Regions from separate parts of the Sus scrofa genome. Here region 2 is linked to region 1. The links are chromatin contacts, called in public HiChIP or PLAC-seq maps. All regions are on one chromosome and are shown on one strand. The core of a region is the stretch at or near the end of the contact, and the rest is flanking DNA. Distances in the headings are between cores, read along the strand shown. Region 1 holds the start of LOC110260476. Region 2 holds the start of ENY2 (enhancer of yellow 2 homolog (Drosophila)).

What was found. HiChIP or PLAC-seq counts read pairs in DNA pulled down with a chosen protein or histone mark.
Region 2: an H3K27ac HiChIP or PLAC-seq map of alveolar macrophages shows a contact between it and region 1. The contact joins the promoter of ENY2 here to the promoter of LOC110260476 in region 1. A contact is called at or near these places in 3 of 5 promoter capture datasets (fetal liver, fetal skeletal muscle and liver), 18 of 47 Hi-C or Micro-C datasets (adipocytes, alveolar macrophages, embryonic fibroblasts and 11 more) and 2 of 2 datasets of contacts at active chromatin or transcription factors (alveolar macrophages and skeletal muscle).

The regions. Positions count from the first base shown.
Region 1 is chr4:27,896,850-27,902,430 of Sscrofa11.1, forward strand. LOC110260476 reads right to left here and starts at 2,108. Exons shown (of 2, transcript XM_021090801.1): 1 at 1,952-2,108; 2 at 631-1,949. The coding sequence starts at 2,108. The coding sequence ends at 1,765. It overlaps SYBU (syntabulin), which reads left to right and starts at 2,415. Exons shown (of 9, transcript XM_021089009.1): 1 at 2,415-2,608; 2 at 4,462-4,666. The coding sequence starts at 2,585.
Region 2 is chr4:28,199,122-28,205,007 of Sscrofa11.1, forward strand. ENY2 (enhancer of yellow 2 homolog (Drosophila)) reads right to left here and starts at 4,415. Exons shown (of 5, transcript NM_001243454.1): 1 at 4,341-4,415; 2 at 2,827-2,903. The coding sequence starts at 2,894. NUDCD1 (nudC domain-containing protein 1) reads left to right here and starts at 4,595. Exons shown (of 10, transcript XM_021089013.1): 1 at 4,595-4,850. The coding sequence starts at 4,733.

The DNA.
Region 1 (5,581 bases), core at 858-3,357:
TGTTATTAGAATTCACTCATTCAGGCATTCATTCATTTGATTATTATATATTGTGTGCCTTTGTGTCAGGACCTGTGCTAGGCACTGCTTACATCCCTGGTGAAGACAGACAAATAAGTAGGAAATTCTGATACAAGACTGTAACAGCTCTCCAGGGGGTGAATTAAATACAGGTGTCCTGGAAGTATGGGCCTATCTTGGGGGGTCAGAGGAGGTTTTGGAAGAAACTTTCTAAAATGAAACTTAGTGTATGCATCCCTAGGAGTTGAGGAGAATGGGTGGGTGGGGTGCAAGAAATGCTCTAGACAAAGGGACCAGAATGTGCCACAGTCTAGAGAAAACAAGAGCATGATGCCTCTGAGAACTACAAGTTCTGCAGTTTGAGGGTATCTATTTGTATGTGGTGGGGGAGTGGCAGAGGGATGGTGGATAGAGGATGTGTAGAGGTGGTGAGGGATGGGGGGTCTAGAAGAGCAAGAAATGAGATGGGAGAAATAAAGCCAGATCAAGAACAGCATTTGTGCCACTTTAAGGAATTTGAATATTACTTGGAGGACAACTGGGAAATCATTAATGAGTTTTAATGAAGAAGTATGGCATTTCAGAAAAGACTTGTGGAAAAATTACGGAACTGGCAAGAAAGGAATAAGAAGCAAGACTGGAAGAAAGGCAATTTTAGTAAGACCATTATTGCAATAATCCAGGATGTTTCTAGTTTAGACTCTCAATGAAGGTAATGCAGTCCAGCAGTGGACAGAAGTAATCAGATTCAAGACATTATTTCTACAGTAGCATGGAGTTCATTTGTAATTTCCGCCCTGTGAGGGCCATGTGAGGGCGGAAAAAGTCAAGAAAGACTTTGAGGTTCTGACTTGAAACCTTCATAGTGGCAGGGGTTTCTGTTGTTGGGTCCCCAGATTTTTTTATTCTCAGTTCTCAGAAGGGAACGCAGAAGCAGCTTAACAGTTTGACTTTAACAGTTCCCGCCTATCTACAGTATATGTCCTTGGGACATAATTTTCGAGCTAATAGATTGCAGGGGCCATCCTGGAACATCACTTTCCTGAAGCCCCTCTCTGAGATAGGGGTGGGTATAAAAGTATGAATTAATCACCTCTTCCCCCAAATAAAGAATCTTAAGATTACCAACTTCACACATTTTAGAGATCTGATTGAAAAGACATGAAGATGTATGGAATAAAATCTCTTTAGGGATATAGAGGAGGCAAATTGATTTCACCTCATCGTCTGATTTCAGGCTCTTTCTAAGATTCACACTGTACAATCCTATGTTTGAAATTTTAGGGCTCAGAAAAAAATGCTCTTTGGAGGACAGAATGAGATGGTGGTGTTCAAACTATTTTCAAGGATCATAGTCCTCCCATGTAGAACACTGAGTGTATTGATCAGACTGTTCCCTGTTCACGTTGCTGCTTAGATATTCTCCAATTCTGAAATAAAAGGCATCAAAGTTATTCATATAGAGTTTCCAGCCATTTGGAAAGTTTTGTTCCATCAGCTGGGTACAGCTGATTTGGGGGGGAAGTGGGGGGGTATTTGTTTTGTTTTCCTCATCTAATCCTCATAGCTACTCTTGAGGTATTATTATTTTTACCCCTCAAATTTAAGGAGGATAAATTTGAAGTCCAGAGAGGTCAAGAACTTTAGGTATAAAGGCACTCCCCTAGAAGGAAGTGAAGTGCTGCCTTGAACCGGTTTTCTGAGTTCAAGTGCAATGTTTCCAGAACCAGGGGCGGCTGCAGGTCAGAGCTGGAGAAAAGGCTGCTTTCGCTCTAAGCGGCCTGGCTTCCCAAGCCCACGGGAACCCGCCTCATTCTTTCCCTGCGGCGTTGCACTGCCAATGCCGAGCCCATCTGATGCAAATCCGCCACAGAGAATCGCAACCTTGGAGATCCCAGAACCCATATGCTGTGTCAGTCCTGCAGCATTGCTTGGCTGGGGTGTGGGCAGAGGGGGACCCGCCCAGTGTCTCTCTAGGGCGATAATTGTGGGGAGCTGTATGTTGACCTAAAACCGAAAGGGCATGGAGGGGCCGCGAGGGAGAAACTTTCCCTTTCTCCATTTTGGTTCTCAGTGATATCACAGCTTTAATGGGTTCTTCAATCCGACGTGCACCCCCTTCAAACCCGATACGAGGTGCCAGAAAAAGGGGTGTTGCGCATCTCCCGGCTGGAGATGTTCCGAGCCCCCGCCGGCCCCCTTTGGGTCTGTCCCAGAAGAGAGGGAGGGGCGCGCGGACCTGAGAGGGAAGTGCCCGCGGCAAAGTCGGGCTGACCCTGGGCACGGGGGTGCCTCCCCGGGGCTGGCAGGTAAGGGAAGTCCGGGAGAGTGGGCGGCGCCCGGGGAACGGCGGTGGCACCACGTGTCCGGCCGGGGCGGGGCGCCCGGGCGCGCCCTCGGAGCCAAGCGCGAACCGCGGCAGCGGCGGCGGCGCGTGAGCCCCGCAGCAGCCGCCGCCCGCAGCGCGCGCGGGCTCAGCGCAGTGTCCTGGCCCCGGTGCCCGCAGGTGCCTCCTCCTGGACGGCGGCAGCGGCGGCGCGAGGAGCCAGTGGGCTGCAGCGCGATGGGACCTCTTCGGGAGACCAAGGTAAGGAGGGCACGTCTTGCGGGTGCGGATGGCAGTGTCCGCCGATGTCAGAGGGAGAAGGAGGCGGGTCAGGTGAGAGCTGAAAAGGTTGGCGGACAGAGTTATGGTAGACGGGGACAAGGAGGTGCTGGGCACGATGAGAAGGCAGGGGAGCAGTTGCTCAGGTGATGAGACCTGGGAGATGGGGAGATGGTACTGGAGAAAAAGATTTGGAGGGTTGACAGTAGGATTAAAAAGATTAACTCTGGTGGGTTAATCCCATCCCCTGAAATTGGAGATTTCGGATCTAGCTCTCAATTGATGTTATCTGTGTGTGATGTGGATAAAAAGGATTTGATGTATTGGTGACTGAAAAATAAGGACTCCAGCATTGGTTCAGGGTCTGCCTTGTGCCAGCGGAGTGGCTGACGTGTGATACCTGCTGGGTGACCGATGTGCAGAACAAATCCAGAGGCTGGGTGCGGCTTGCGCCCCTGGATAGGGTGGATGCCTGAGCGACCGCAGGAGTTACCCGCGGCTGGGCTTTCCCTGCAATTTCTGCACTGCGAGGGCCTCCCAAAGCTGTTTGCTTTGGCAGCGACCCTTCCTGGTAAGCCGCGTGGAAATGAGCAGGAGGTCGTATTTCCAAATAGTGTTTGTTACCTAATCAGAAGCCCTTTTTCCTTTGCACAGGTTAGAGGGAGCAGTGGGTGGGTGGGTATGTGTGTGTGTGTGTGTGTGTGTGTGTGTGTGTGTGTGTGTGTGGTTTTTCTTCCTTTTTTCTTTCTTTCTTTCTTTTCTTTTCTTTTTTTTTTTTTTTTTGCCAAGAGCTCCTCCTAAGAATCCATTTTAATAAGGAAGGGTGGTGGTGACCCCAAAAAGCACCAGACTTCTGGCCTGTTCTGCTTCTAGATGATGTGCAGCAGTCTTGGCTAAGCATCTTTAGCTCTTTTATCTTCAGTTTCCTCATCTATAAATAGGGACACAAATTAGTGTCCTCTCTATGGCCTGGGTTGTAAAAATTAAACAAGGTAATGGTTGGGAATGCACTTTAAAAATTGAAAAATATGGACAAAATATTACTTTTTTAACATTTTTTAAAAGCCAAAGCATGGCCCTCTGCATTTAATACTGTGTTTTAAAGGAGAGAGAGAGAAAAAACAATCTCTTCATATGGGTGTCCTATAAGGAAAACAAAAGCTAAACATGATGTGAAAGGTGGAGCCATCTTACCGGGTATTGGATTTTTGTTTGCTTTTCTGTTGGCAACAAGCCTGTGTACCAGGATATTAATGAATAATTAAGATCCTGGCCAGAAGAGGGGGGATTTGAAAGATAAGACTGCATGATCTCTCAGAAAAGAATTGTTCCAGGTATATGGGTTTACTTTGTGAGGAGACAGGAAAGCAGAAGTCAAAATGTCACAGCTAATTCAGGGAAAGCAAAATGGAAGTCTGGAGGAAACCAAGTAATAAGCCGGAATATTCTGTGAGTTATAAAGAGCCTTTGGAAAACTGAACACTTGAATGCGGTAAGTGAAGCCAGAGCAGGAAGGTGAGTTAGGAAATGCCTGAGAGAACGAATAGCCTTTCTGTTAGTGGCTGGAAGAGTGTGTGTGGGAGGGTGTGGGTGTGTGTGGGGGTGTGGGTATGAGGGTCTGTGTGTGTGTGTTACATCCGTGCTTTAATAAATAGGAGAATTAGCTCTCAGTGGAAGAGTTTTTGACCTCATTTTAGCATCTGAAACAAGGACTACTCTGAAGATTCAATATTCAGAAATGTGATTTCTTAGAAGCTAAGCCCAAAACGAGCAGACTGGAGTTCAGAGGGGGCAACAGGTATCCTTTTGTTTTCTTTCTGATGTCCAATTTGGAGAAGGAGCAGAGAGTGCAGCATCACGAAAAGGAGATTTCCCGAAGCCGGATTCCCCGTTTGATTCTTCGGCCCCACCTGCCTCAGCAACAGCACAAAGTGTCCCCAGCCTCTGAGTCTCCCTTCTCGGAGGAAGAGAGCAGAGAGTTCAACCCCAGCAGCTCTGGGCGTTCAGCGAGGACCGTTAGCAGCAACAGCTTCTGCTCAGGTACAGTAGCCATGGGAATGAAGGCATGAAGTGTGGACATTGCCGGTGCATTTTGAATGGAATCTAGACTGTCTTAGAGTCTAGGACTGGACTTCTGTTATTAGAATGAATGGTATGAGGTTGCATCTTTTTGCTTGTTTTGACCTACAAATACAGCAGTTTCAAGTAGTTTAAGCTAATGGAGTTTCAATACCTGTTTTTATATGTTATTCTAGTTTATAATTTACTATGTGAAGTCTAACTTTTACTTCTGTGACTGTAAAATGGATCCTTTGGTTAAATCTAGAAAATGTATTAGCTTCCATTTTTTACTAGTAACCTTTGTAGCCTATGTACTTCTATTTAGGGAATCCCCAAAGATAAAGCAAGTCCTAATGAATGAGGTCAAGATCAAGGAAGTTTATATCCCAAGACTGGTCTTCTAGGACGGGCCTGACCTTGTATTTCAGAGGGAAAGAGCATGGGCTTTGTAAGCTTACAGGTCTGAGCCGGAATCCTTGGCCTTTCCACCTTGGACAAGTGGCTTAACCCCCTTAAGCCTCAGGTGTTACATCCGTAAAATGGGGTGATAATACCTACCTTGTAGAGTATCTGTGAGGTTGAAAGAGACCATGTACCTAAGTTTATTCCTAACTCAGGGCCTGACTTAGAGAGACACTTAATAAATGATGGTTCTTAATATAAAGAACATAGGTCAGTTTTGATACCTGATTCAGGAAATTTCCTTGAGTGGTGAGCATATTTGGTAAAGGCACAGATCACTTCTTGGTCCCTGAAGACCTCTGTTGTCACTCAACAGAGCCTATTATACTCACTGAAGCACCTAACTTAGAAAGACTTGTATTCTTTGAGAAGTATTGGGAATTTGGGTAAAATTTAAAGGAGTGACTCTTATGACTCATAAAGAATGGTCAT
Region 2 (5,886 bases), core at 3,165-5,664, 300 kb after region 1:
TCCATAAGCACATCCCACTGATTCCAGTTTTAAAATATATACCTGAATCCAGATTTTTTTTCACTGCCTATGACATCACTACCTACTTCAAGCCACCATCTTCTTTTGACTGGATTGTTGCCAAAGCCTCCTAACTTGTCCCCCTGCTTCTTCCCCTGTACACTGCCTTCTCCTTACACTGCTCAAAACCCTCCAGTGGCTTCCCAATTTACTCAGAACAAAATTCCAAGTCTTTACTACAACCTAAGTGACCATCCATGGCCTGCCAATCTCCAGCTATGCCTCTAACTTTATCATTTCTGTCCCTCACCCAACTGACTCAGTCTCATTAGTTTCCCTGGGTTCCTCAAAATGCCAGGACAGGAACTTCAGAACTACTCCCCCTACCCCCCCATATCCTTCTGACCTCTTATTAGTGAAGCTTTTTTTTTTCTCTTTTCTCTATCTAACATAACACCCCTGATTATTCTTTGCTTTATTTTTCCTATAGAACTCATCACCATCTGATACATTACACATTTATTTCCTGTCTCCTCCCATTAGAATATAAGCTGAATAAAAGAGAACTGACTATATCTCCAGCACCTTAGACAGGATGTGGCATATGGTAGAAACTCAGTAACTTTAGGCTGCCTGAATGAAAATACAGATAAAAAAACAATTAATACATAATCCCCTATGCCCATTATTGGCAATACTGTGCTCTCAGCTTCCCAAGGCACTGTTCTAGAGGCTTTCTTCTTCCTCTTCCTCATACCAAGGGTTGCTGATTTTACTTTAAAAAAAATTCTAAGTTCTCCCTTCCATTTTTACTGTTTTTTTACTTTTAACCTGGTAGCATCTTCTGCAATCTATCTCTGGCCCTTTGAGTCCATCTTCCATATTGCCAAAATAACATTCCTGAAGTGCAAATGTGACCTACTCAGGCCCTTTCTTAAAAGATTTTAATGACTCTCACCACCCAAGGATAAAGTCAACAAGAGATATTTTTGCTAATACAACACATATTTTCCCAGTGTTTCTTTGACTATAAAAACACAAGTGTGGAGCAGGGCTCCAGCAATGGAAATGCGTCCTAGGCAAGGCTGTGTCATGAACAGCCTACTACCTAGATATGATGGTAATTAAGCTAGGTCCTTTGCTGAAACCACTAGGAGAAAGGTAGTCTCAGCTGGAGGGATGTAAATTTTGAACTGCTAATTTCTTCCACTTTGTGGGTAGCGACTTCTCAAGAATAGGGCTAACAAGGAGGAAAGCAGAGTTGAGAGAGGAAATGACACTCCTGGCAACAATTTTTGAGTGCCTGGATCCACTGATGCCTAGAGCACTTTTAGGCACTAAACTTTTAGTTACAGGATCTTGTTTGTTTTGGCCGCCATGTGGAAGTTCTTGGTTCAGGATCAAACTTGCATCACAGCAGCAACCCAAGCTGCTCAGTGACAATGTCAGATCCTTAATCTGCAGCTCCTACATAAGCTAACATACTTCCATTGATTGAGCCATTTATAGAGTTCAGTTTATCATTTTCTTTTCTTTTCTTTTTTGTTTTTTTTTTTGGGTCTTTTTGCCTTTTCTAGGGCCGCTCCCACGGCATATGGAGGTTCCCAGGCTAGGGGTCGAATCACAGCTGTAGCCACCAGTCTACGGCAGAGCCACAGCAGCGCAGGATCCAAGCTGCATCTGCGACCTACATGACAGCTCACGTCAACGCTGGATCCTTAACCCACTGAGCAAGGCCAGGGATCAAACCTGCAACCTCATGGTTCCTAGTCGGATTCGTTAACCACTGCGCCACCACGGGAACTCCAAGTTTATAATTTTCCATGGAAAGATTTCTGATGATACAAAAGCCACACTCCTGTCTACTGTCTTTCACATTTTAATTGTGCAGTTCCCCAGAATATGATCATATTGTAACATATCTCTCTGACTGCATATTTGGTTCCATCTGCCTAGACCATCCTCTCTCCTTTGCTGGGTTGGGGAACTGCTAATGCTTCTCTTCCAGTTGCAGTACCATACCTACTCTGCTCTGAGACCTTTAATGATCACCTTAATCCCCAGGTAGAGCTGAAAGATCCATCTTGTTCCTTAATATATATTTCTCTCATTTTATACAATTTATCACCCTGCTCCTGGAAGCCTTTTTTGATTCCTTAGCCCCTCCACTGTAGTGCCAAACATTCTTCAAATATTTACTGGGCCAATTATGCACTAGGCATGATACTCAGTATACAGTAGTATTCTGCTGTCAAGGAACTCAGATTACACTGGAGGATAAATACAAACAAAGTAGGTGATTACAAGATAAGGTGATTAATTGCTAAGACAGAACAAGGTATTTGGGAGATAACAGATTCCTAAAAGAGATGATATTTAAATTAAGGCCTGATGATGAGCAAGAATTAGTTAAAGATGGGGGAAGAAAGAAGAATGTTTCAGAGAGCAGGAAGAGTATATGCTCTCTGAGGTTAAGAGAGCTGGTTACTGAAACTGGTTTCATCATGTTGTTTCCCTCTTAAAAACCAGGTAACATCGGATCTGCATTTGTAGTTATTTGGGCACATAGTTTTCTTCTCCGTTAGACTGCACATTTTTGGAGAGTCATTTATTATTCATCTTTCTACATTTTTACTTCCAAGACTTGCAATATTGAACAGATCTAACCACTTTTTATAGATATTAGGAATTCAAGCTTTTGATAATCTCAATTTTCTGTAATTATTTCCACTGACATCAGTTTTGTTACTTGATATTTAGATTCTTAAAACATAACTGTAATTTAAAGATGTTAAATGTAATTTATTAACACAATCTATTACTTACCGTTCTCTTTCTCCAGTTTCTATCAACTTTTGGTTAATCGCTGCTCTCATCTGCGCATCTTTGTTCATCTTGCTAACCTGAACATCAACATGTATTTTCAGATACAGAACACTTACAAAGCATTTTCTTCTAAATCCTCTAGGTAAGCACCTCAATATGTTTAACAGTGTCTGTCACCTGAAGGGGTGATAAATTTTGATGTGTTCACAGTATCATTATTCTTAATATTATTTACTGCATCCCAAGCAGTCATAATCATGAACTTTAGAATTTTCTTCCCCATATACCCTTTATTAACGAGTCTTTGGACAATAACAGTTATTGTAACATCTACTAAACAGTTGTGTGCCTGTCACTGACTTAAGGCACTGAGTTTTTAACTCATTTAATTCCCAGATCATATTCTTTTATGTAAGTACTATTAACATAATTTGTATTTTACAGATGAGGAAACTGAGGCACGAGGATAAAAAAGTGAAGGCAAGACTTGAACTCAGGTACTGTGACCCCAGAGGTCCCCAGACCATAATTGATTGCTAATCACTTTGGCACCTTAACTGCATGCAAAAGTTTGGCTATAATACCCCAATATCGATAAAAGATTAAGCACAATTGGTGAAAAACGAAATTTCCCGGTAAGGCTCCTAAGTGCTTTACTTCGCTTTTCACTATAATGTACCCAGAATTATAACTGCCAAACTAACAGTAAGTATATGTGTATTCTTTACCAAAGCTTGCCGGTTGGGATAAGGAGAAAACAAATTTCAAACTAATTCCTAACTTAGAAAATTCTCAATTTTCAGAAAAACAGACAACCAAAACGGTGTAGAAAGGAGAGGAAGATTGGGTTGTACAACTTGGAATAAGCTAACGTTACTCCGCTCATCTGTCACTAACTTTAGACTACTTTTGTTGTCTCCCATCTCGTTGCTCATATGAAACTCAGACTGGTAGTGAGTTTTCAGTTATTATTTTTTTTAATGGAACAGGAGAAAGGAGAGGTTGAGAACGTAGTAAGAAATGTTCGCTTTTGACGTTGGAGGGCAACATTTTCAAAGTAATACTAAGATCTAGTCAGTACCAGTCCTAGGATATTGAACTTGATCTTGCCTTGGCCCCTAAAATACGGATAGTGACCTTGGCCAAGTCAGTTCTTAAAGGCCTCAGTTTTCTCACTGGTAAAACAAGGGCGCTAGGGGATCCCTCCCAGTTCAGACATTCTTTGGGAAAATAGAATAGGGCGGAGACAGCGGGAGAGGCGGGAGGGGAGGAGCCAGAAAACAAAGCGAGGACTGGCTTCAGGCCAACTCCGGTAGCACGCCCTGTCGGAGAGCCCTACAGGCCCGCGAGCGCGGGTCGGGGAAGCTAACGAAAGACAGCACATCGAAAGGAGCCTGGGCTGGGCCCGGGTCCCGGCCCTGAGGACCACGGGCATAGCTCACCACCATCACCGCGGGCGAGGGCCGTCCCTTCCCAGCGACGAAATGACCCTTGCGCTGACGACCGTTACCTACCACACTCTTCGGCTGCCCGGACCTAGACCCTCAGTAGCTCGGGCACCTAAGCACACAGAAAGCTAGCACACGCATTTCCGGGGCGGGGTCTCGCCACCCTGCCTATAATGTGAGAATTTAACCAGCGCGGGCCGCCTCCTGGTTGCTCAGTCCTCTGGGTAAGAGAGTCCAGATCCTGCTTTCGCACGGGCATTAAGCGCCTAGAAAACTACATATCCCAGCATGCAACAGAGCCAACTTTCTCGTGGATACTACATTTCCCAGAAGGCACGCTACGCCGCAGTGTTTTCTGGGATGGGAACCACGCCGCCAGCCAGCCTCGGTGCTACGAGGGGAGCGCGGATCTTTCAACAAGAGCTTTATTAATTCTCACGCTAGCACCTCGCAAGGCGATGGATGTGGCCGCTAATTGCTCCCTGCGGGTGAAGAGACCTCTGTTGGATCCCCGCTTCGAGGGTTACAAGCTCTCGCTCGAGCCGCTGCCCTGTTACCAGCTGGAACTTGACGCAGGTGGGACGAGGCGGTGCCCCCTCGCACTCTGTTCTTTTCCCCCTTCGGCTGCCATTGGCCCGACTCTTCCCGCATTTTCTTCCTTGCTGGCTGTGGCTAGCCAGGGGACCGTGGCCTTCTTCGTGGCCTGCTGGGCTGGGGTGGACCCCGGGTGGCTGCCTGTGGAAAATGAAAGCCCATCCCCGAACCCTGAAGGAGCCGCCTTTGATTGGCTCCTCCGGTGGGACCCTGCGCCGCCCCTTGGCTTCGCTTCCCAGGGCTCCGAGGTCCGCGGGTGATGCCTAGGTTCCGCTTGCCTGTCGGTCCTGGTGTGGCCCTTGCTGCGGGGAAAGCTCAGGACAGGCTTTCCTCCTGGAGCATCCTCTGTAAACCGGTGCGTTGAGAAGCCACGCCTCTTTGGAGGATCCTCTGCTCCTGTTTTTTCTGGCCGAGACCCAATTCTTAGAAGAGAAACTCTATTATACTTAGGAGCATTTTCACTTACTTATGGGCCATCAGACTAAGGACTCTCACGTACATTACATCTGGAGAAAATTTCGAAGAAAAGTTGGGTTAGTACCTACACTCCTGCTACTTGTTTTGTTTATCTGTAGCTGGCGGGAATATTCAGCCTTGCTTTTACAACGTAATGGATGGCAATTTTTGTTAGTGATAACCCCAAAATTGCATTTTTAATACACAGTCTTGCTGATTTTGATGTATATTGTCAGTGGATCACACTTGGAGAAATAACCTAGAGTTAATAGATTTTTTTAGCATCAAACAAGTCTATTCATTTACTATATATTAAGAAACCTCTTTTGAGAGCTTGTTTTATGTAACATGCTGATACTATCAAGATGAGTATAGCACAGTCGATAACATAAAAATGCTGTCTACTTAGGAAGAAAAGTGTAAGCAGATAATTATAGGACAGTATGGTAAGGCATTGATAGGGATATGTATAAAACATAATGATAGTGTTTCACTATCTTTCCCAGACCAGCCTGGGACATCTGGGGAAGCTTCCTGGAGAAGGTGATATCTAAGTTGAGCT